Regions from separate parts of the Zea mays genome. Here region 1 is linked to region 2. Evidence: chromatin contacts called from public Hi-C data. All regions are on one chromosome and are shown on one strand. Each heading gives the region's core, a stretch centred on a gene start, on an enhancer-like site or on the middle of the called end of the contact. The rest is flanking DNA. Distances are from core to core; before and after follow the strand shown. Region 1 holds the start of LOC100281384. Region 2 holds the start of LOC100274229.

The links. A called contact is a pair of places that touch in the nucleus more often than the background predicts.
Region 1: a Hi-C map of leaf shows a contact between it and region 2, with 4 times the contacts expected there. The contact joins the promoter of LOC100281384 here to the promoter of LOC100274229 in region 2. A contact is called at or near these places in 2 of 25 Hi-C or Micro-C datasets (ear and leaf).

The regions. Positions count from the first base shown.
Region 1 is chr1:41,268,749-41,272,587 of Zm-B73-REFERENCE-NAM-5.0, forward strand. LOC100281384 reads left to right here and starts at 2,464. Exons shown (of 3, transcript NM_001154302.2): 1 at 2,464-2,678; 2 at 2,764-3,839. The coding sequence starts at 2,997.
Region 2 is chr1:41,032,219-41,035,709 of Zm-B73-REFERENCE-NAM-5.0, forward strand. It overlaps LOC100274229, which reads right to left and starts at 2,061. Exons shown (of 9, transcript NM_001148600.1): 1 at 1,798-2,061; 2 at 1,645-1,706; 3 at 1,432-1,522; 4 at 1,244-1,327; 5 at 1,089-1,142; 6 at 804-988; 7 at 623-705; 8 at 1-75. The coding sequence starts at 1,851.

The sequences.
Region 1 (3,839 bases), core at 1,214-3,713, 240 kb after region 2:
GCATGTTCTTCTTTACAGCCAGTTCAAAAGAATCGACAAGAAGAGGTTAAATTTACCTTCAATGTTGCCAAATGCGATAAAATATTTGATGAGCTACTAAAAATGACAACATTAAATTAAGTCATACTATTCCTCCTATGGATGAATTAAAGTGACATGCTTATTGTAAATGGTATAATTAGTTTTCCCATGCCACCAATGATTGTAATGTTTTTCGTCGACAGATACAATCGGCCATGAATGAGGGTCGGTTGGCTTTTCATAAGATGTAAGTGGACACACAACCATTTCGAGTCAATACAATAGAACCAACGAGCAAAAGGGTCTTGGTTTGGCCCGAAGCGGCCAATAAAGACAAAGGCAAAAACATCGCCATTGGCGATCCTCGCATGTCGAATATATCAAAAGGTGAGATTGCAAGTAAAGCTCCGGACAGAAGGACTAACAAGTCCGAAGGCACCAGGGGGCAGGCTCAATTGAGCAGCCGAGCAAAGCTCCTTGACTCGAGCATCGTGGACTGGCTGGCACCTGCGTGCAGATGGTCCGGTGTTCATGCGGATGGTCTGACTGACTCGGCAGGATAGTCCGCCCATGGCCAGAGGCGTCAGCTTCCACAGAAAGCAAGGAAAGAGACGCAAGGGCAAAGCACACATGACCGACTGGTCAAAGTTGGCCCTACTTTTGATCAGTTACTCTCTAAATATGCTAGCAAGAAGGTCGTTCTATGTGATTGGCCAACAAAGAAACCCCGGTCACCCGCTAAAACAAAACGGCCGAATAAAACGACCCGAAAGACGATACAACAAGCATCGCCTATTCATCCTGTGATGTCAGGATGCTTTCCACCCGCCTACTCATCATCGATATATTGTCCTGTTCAAATATGAAATGATACGACGATGAATCCATGGTACATGTATAATCCCTTTGTCTATTCAGACCGGGGCACCTCCATTATATACCTTTTGATCCATTGATCATATGGTCATGGTCAAGAAAGATGCAATCTAAAACGGCCTTTATGCTTTGGAGCTCCATTGAATGATCACCCTATTGGTCTATTGGATTAAAAAGCTGGTGACTTGCATCGGACTTAGTTCTTACTTCGGAACAAGATGACTTGTGAGATCTAGTGTTTTCCGAAGATTGTTGGTAGTACATATGCTTTTGGTTCGTCAACCTTCACCAAAAGGCAGAGGGCATATGTCCCACTTTTCCGGTGGTGGGGCAGACGGTCCGTGCGTGCGTATAATCAGTTAGGGTTACGAGTTTCTTGCGAGATTTGTTTGCTAAATCTGCGGGATTAACTCGGAAACCGACTTGTAACGGGTCTAGACCTCACATTTATATAGATGAAGGGCTACGGTCGATTGAACCCCCAACTTCGATCAAATCAAATCTACCTATCGTTTTTACCTTATGCATTAGGAGTAGCTCTAGTTTAGCCCCCTCTACCTCAAATCTCTGTCTCTCTTCGGCTCTACGTCGACTAGAGGCATCTTAGATGGCATGCTGACACTAAAACACACTCTAGGATCTCTCCTCCCGATGGAGTCCCTCCCGAGAGGTAAGATCTAGATCTGTTGTGAAAAAGACCATGTGCGCCATTGAGCCCTAGGTGTGGACCATCCGGACATACGCAGATGAGGAGCTGATTCTGCACCAGATCGCAGACCGTTCATGCCTTCATAGAGAGCACTATCAGACGATCCGTTCTAGCGTTTGGCGTCTAGATCGGCGCCAACAGTAATTTCTTGCCTCACCATGCCCATCGAGGCCTTGACTTTGATGTCTATAGTGAGCTTGGCGCAGTTGATGCAGCCGAAGCACTCTTATACAAGGCAGTTAGAGTATTAAGTGCGGGTAGCCTAATCCACATAAGTCGTCGACGTGATTTCGCAGTAAAAAAAGTCGTCACTCCGTACCAACCACGCAACGTGTCCTGCATCTGCAATATTTTATTTTAAATAATTCTAGTACAGCAGTAGTTATCCCACGACCTAGGGAAACACCTCACCGCCGAGAAGGAGAAAAAAATCCAGCGAGCAAGAGAAGGATGGGTGGCAGTGGTACACCGATTAAAAAAAGCAAAAAACAAGGAGATCATCAGATCAAGCAGGGATGCGCGAGCGAGACTTGGGGGGCGAGCCCATCCACCCACGCCGGCCGCACCACCCCACCCGGCGGCCTTCAAGTCTGCATCTGCATTCTGCAGCCCAACGCCACCCGCACCGCTTGCTTTACCAGCAGTCCAGCACTGGCCGTCTGGCCCGGGCCGTCCCCGTCCGTTCCCCCTCGCCGATGCGAGTTGCTCCAGCCGTCACCGTCAAGTAACGGCCCCCCCACCCCACCCCACCCCGCGTCCAGGCTCCTTCTGGGGGAGGCCGCGGCTCACCGGGCTGGCTGCGCCCCCCCACCGGCGCCTCCTCTTTAACTCTCCTCGCCTCCGTTACCGTCTTCCCCCTTTCCACCTCCCCCCACCCCGCTGTGCTCATCCATCGACCGCGACGAGCCCCCGCCCGCCGATTCGACTACGTTTATTTTTTTTATTTCATTTGATTTGATTGCAAAGCACCGCAGCAGCAGGAGGAGGGGAAGGGAGGGATCGTTGGACCGTCGTTCGGCTGGATGGTGGAGGCGGTTCGTCGATTTGAGGGCACCGGGTTTCTTGGACCTGCGTAGGTACGTGCTCCTAGTTCGGTTGGATCTTAGATTTGGGTCCTGGATGGGGGTATTGATCCGGTTTTCCGCCTGATTTGAAAGGTAAAAAACACCAGCCCCATTTCCCTCTCGGCCGGCGGATGGACGCGAGGGAGGTGTGAAGCCTGGTCGCTAACTGATGCTCGTGGAGAGATTCGGAGGAGAGGAGCGCGCCGTGCGGAGGCGGTGGAGGAGGAAGCGCCGACGATTTGGACAGCGCAGCGACGGAAGGGGAGCAGCAGGCGGACGAGGAGCGAGCCGCCAGGAGGACGACGGCCGCCGCCGCCGCCGCCGCCATGGGCGAGTCGCTGCTCACCGCGCTCTCCATGGACACCGCCACAGCCCACCACCCGCACCAGGGCCCCTCCACCTTCCTCTCCATGGACACCGCCTCCCACGACGACTTCGACCTCTTCCTCCAGCCACAGGGGCCCTTCCGCCGCTGCCTACATGCCGCGGCGGTCGCCCCCCCTGACATCAACCTTCCCCTAGCCGCCGACCCGTCTCCGCCACCTCTGGCGTCGCTCGACGCCAACGTTGACATGCTAGATGTCGGCCTCGGCGGCTCGCAGCACTACGACTCGGATTCGCCCGCTGCCGCTGGGCCAGTCTCGGCCCCGGCAGCAGCAGCGACCACCATGGTCGCCGTGTCCCACACCAAGGGCTCCGGTTCCAGTGCTGCGCGCAAGTGTGTCAAGAGGAATGTTAGCATCTGGGGAGCGTGGTTCTTCTTCACCCACTACTTCAAGCCAGTCATGTCTGCGGACAAGGCTGGCAAAGCGAAGGCAGCCACCACCACCGGCGGGAACGGCAATAGCGCCACACTGGACGCTTTCCTGGTGCAGCACGACATGGAGAACATCTACATGTGGGTGTTTAAGGAGCGTCCGGAGAATGCCCTGGGGAAGATGCAGCTGAGGAGCTTCATGAATGGGCACTCACGCCTTGGGGAGCCACAGTTCCCATTCAGCGCAGACAAAGGGTTTGTGCGCTCACACCGGATGCAGCGCAAGCACTACCGTGGCCTCTCTAACCCACAGTGTCTTCATGGGATCGAAATCGTGAGGGCGCCAAATTTGGCGGGTGTACCTGAGGCTGATTTAAAGAGGTGGATGCAGCTCACTGGGAGGGACGCCAAT
Region 2 (3,491 bases), core at 811-3,310:
AACAGAACATCACCAGTGCCCTCCTCCTAGAGTCATTTTGGTTGATACCATCCACAAGCTTCGCAGAGAATGGCACTAGAAAGGAGAATACATATTTAGAAAATTAACATTGTAGTGCAAATAGGTGTGCAAACATATAGGGAATGTTTGGTTTGAGGAATCACTCCATCCAAAATGAGGTGGTGCATCATAAATTTATTCCTTAAACTTGGTGGGATGACCATATTCCTCGTATTAGTACTAACTAACTGAGGAACGGTGGTGATGGATCAACTCATTCCATTCCACAAACCAAACAAAAAAATGAGAAGTGAAAAGATGATGGACCAACTCATTTCTCATACCAAACACCCTAATAAGGGCTAGTTTGGGAACCCTAATTTCCCATGGGATTTTCATTTTCCCAAGGAAAATTAGTTCATTTTCCCTTGGGAAAATAGAAATCCCTTGGGAAATTAGGGTTCCAAACTAGCCCTAATTGTTGAAAGCAACTGACTAGTAGCATCCTGGAGTTATATATCTAGCTTAACATTTGGTCTGCTTATAGATGTCATCAAAAGCATAAAGGTGAAGATGCAGGGCAGCAGAGATCAAAGAGCTTGTATGAATAAAAAAGGCTTACTTAGCAGATCTGCTTTTGGTGCTTCAAAGCTGTCCAATTCAATATTATGGCTGCTCCCATTGAAGTCTATGTAGACACAGGAACTGAAAGAATAACATTGATGAAAATTCAGCTGTGCTGAATAAAGTAATAATAAGAAAGATACCTAATATCAGAAAAATAAACAAGCCATGTTACAGACCCTATGTCAAATTTTAAGATGTTGTAAGAGCTCTCCTCACTGAGTAGACTAAGGAGGCCCTCACTCCGGGACCTGCAGGTAGCACCTGCCGAAGACAGTATTGCTGACACTCCATAACTAGCTTTACTAGCAGCTTCATGTTCCTTCAGAATAGTTTGCTTCAGGCTATCGGCAATAATTGGAACCTTAAGCACAGTACATAAAGATTAGTCGGCATCACCTTACTACCAATAGTAAGCAATGGAGCATGTTTATGCATGCAGGGTGACTGCAGAACAAGTTTACCTTTGAGTCTTTCAGGCGCAGAACATCACCAGTCATAGCAACACGAGGAGGTGTCTGTATTCAACAACAAGACTAAAGTGCTTGTACAAGCGATGCGAGAAAAGCAAACGAGCAACAAATTCAAAGGCATCAAGTTGAAATTCATAGAGAAGGACCTTCGATGGCTTCAATAAGCTCGCAACTCGGCCACGGATCGGACTGAATACTGCAAGAGACCCCCGCTCATCGATTATAATGTTCTATCAAACACAAGATTCCACACAAGCAACAAATTTTAATGCAGTTTGAACAGCAACTACTATTTACCGAACACCATAAGTAAATGAAGAATTAAGAGTTTTACAATGTTGTGCATGTCGTTCTCGGGGACAATCAAGTAGGGCGTGCCCTTATGGATCATGTAGTGCACCCTCGACGTGTAAATCTCATTCTTGCTGCCCAATAGCAGTATAGCACCCCCAACAAAAAAAAAAACAATCAGGACAAACAGCTCTTACCGTTGAGACCTTATGCGCACAAATACACAGATGAAATGATAAGATACGAGCGTACGCACCTTCCCTTGTTGTCAGCCTTGACAGTGTTGAGGTGGGCTTCCCAACCGGCGGCCAAGATGTTCTGCGAAACCAGGGGCGAGGGAAGTAAGAGAAAGAACAGCAGTAGCTAAGTGAGGTGCGAAACGGTCGCTGATATTGCTCGCGAGCAGTACCCGGCACTTGTGACTGACGGAGAGGGCGACCGATTTGACCTTCGCCACCGCCATGGCCACGCGCACCAACTGGTTTCCGCGGTGAGGGCTCCGCAAGACAGAGTGGCAGAGAGCACCCGGCGATTGGAAGAGCCAGCGCTGTATCCAACAAGTCAAACCCTCCAGAAGTCGGCCCCAGTTTCACCGCCGTCGATGGAGGTCTTCGTGAGTCACCAGCGACGTTAGAGGCGACCGGGAGAGGGGGGGAGAGGGCGGCTGGGAAGGGGAAGGACGAAGGATGCGCACTCGCAGTCGCAGACACAATGGGGCAGTGCGGCAGGATGAGTAGACGGCCAATGGGCCGATGGGCCAATGGGGTGCTAGACCTCCCTGCTGCTTGGACGCAAGGGCCCAGTTGCCTGTTGGTGCATAAGTTGCACACTTGCACCCCGTCCGACCGCGAACCGCTCGTGACTAGGGTGTAATCGGATGGGACACGAGCATTACTTGTTCCATATGCTTTCCCTATTTTCTCTTTAAATTTAGATTGAATATAGATATTATTAAATTATATCGGATAAAATTTCAATGCATATCAATATCTTATTTAACTTTGAGAATATGAATACTGATAAAGATCGGATATGGATCAGATACTAAGTACACATACTCGGATACGTATTGGATCTAAGCTCTTCTAGACGAATCGAATTCAAATACGAACGAATAATATTCTAACCATTTACACCTCTATTTGTGACTTGGTTGTCTTAGACTCTCGGTGCGATGCGTGGTCGTCAGTTCGTGAACGACTCTTTAGTCTGTGTCCAACAGTAAGGGCGATCTCAACTTAAAATTTAAGTGGAGGCGTCCGCTCAGGTATATATATATATATATATATATATATATATATATATATATATATATATATATATATATATATATATATATATATATATGGAAGAGGTAATGGAAGCCCTGGGCTTCCCCTACTAATGGAAGCCCCAGTCAGGACGCGGTCGACTCAGCACCCGCGTGCTTGCGTCAGCCATGCAGTCAACAGCCAAGATTCTAGGACGATAAGCGTAACGCAATATACGAATGCATATATATATGAATAAAGATGCGTAAAACATACATAAAGGAATCTTTTGAAGCCCGAATCACGTGGAACGAATATGACACTGTGGACAGCGTTTACGACTACATAATGACATGTACTTGACAGTATAAATCATGCAGTATGTGGTTCTGGTTCTGGCTCGGGCGGATTCCAGCGTAAACCGTGGGCTAAAACAGCGTAAATGAGTATGAAATTTAGCGTAAATCCTATATCTGTTTTGTAACAACAAATGGGGCCTAAAATTAAGCAGTCGATCGTGAGCGGGGTCCTGGCTCGGGCCGATTCCAGCGTAAAACGTGAGCTAAAATAACGTAAATGAGTACGAAATTTAGCGTAAATCCTATATCTGTTTTGTAACAGCAAACGGAGCCAAAAATTACGGCGTGAAAATCGCGTGCAGCCGACCGTGCGCGGGTTCTGGCTCGAATGATTTCAGCGTAAAACGTGAGCTAAAACAACGTAGATGAGTACGAAATTTAGTATAAAACACGCGCACAATCTCATTTCGCAAAGAGATTGCTGTAAAACACATCAAAAAGTGTCATAAATTTGGCGTAAAACGCAGTAAGACTGTTTTTAATGGAAGCATAAA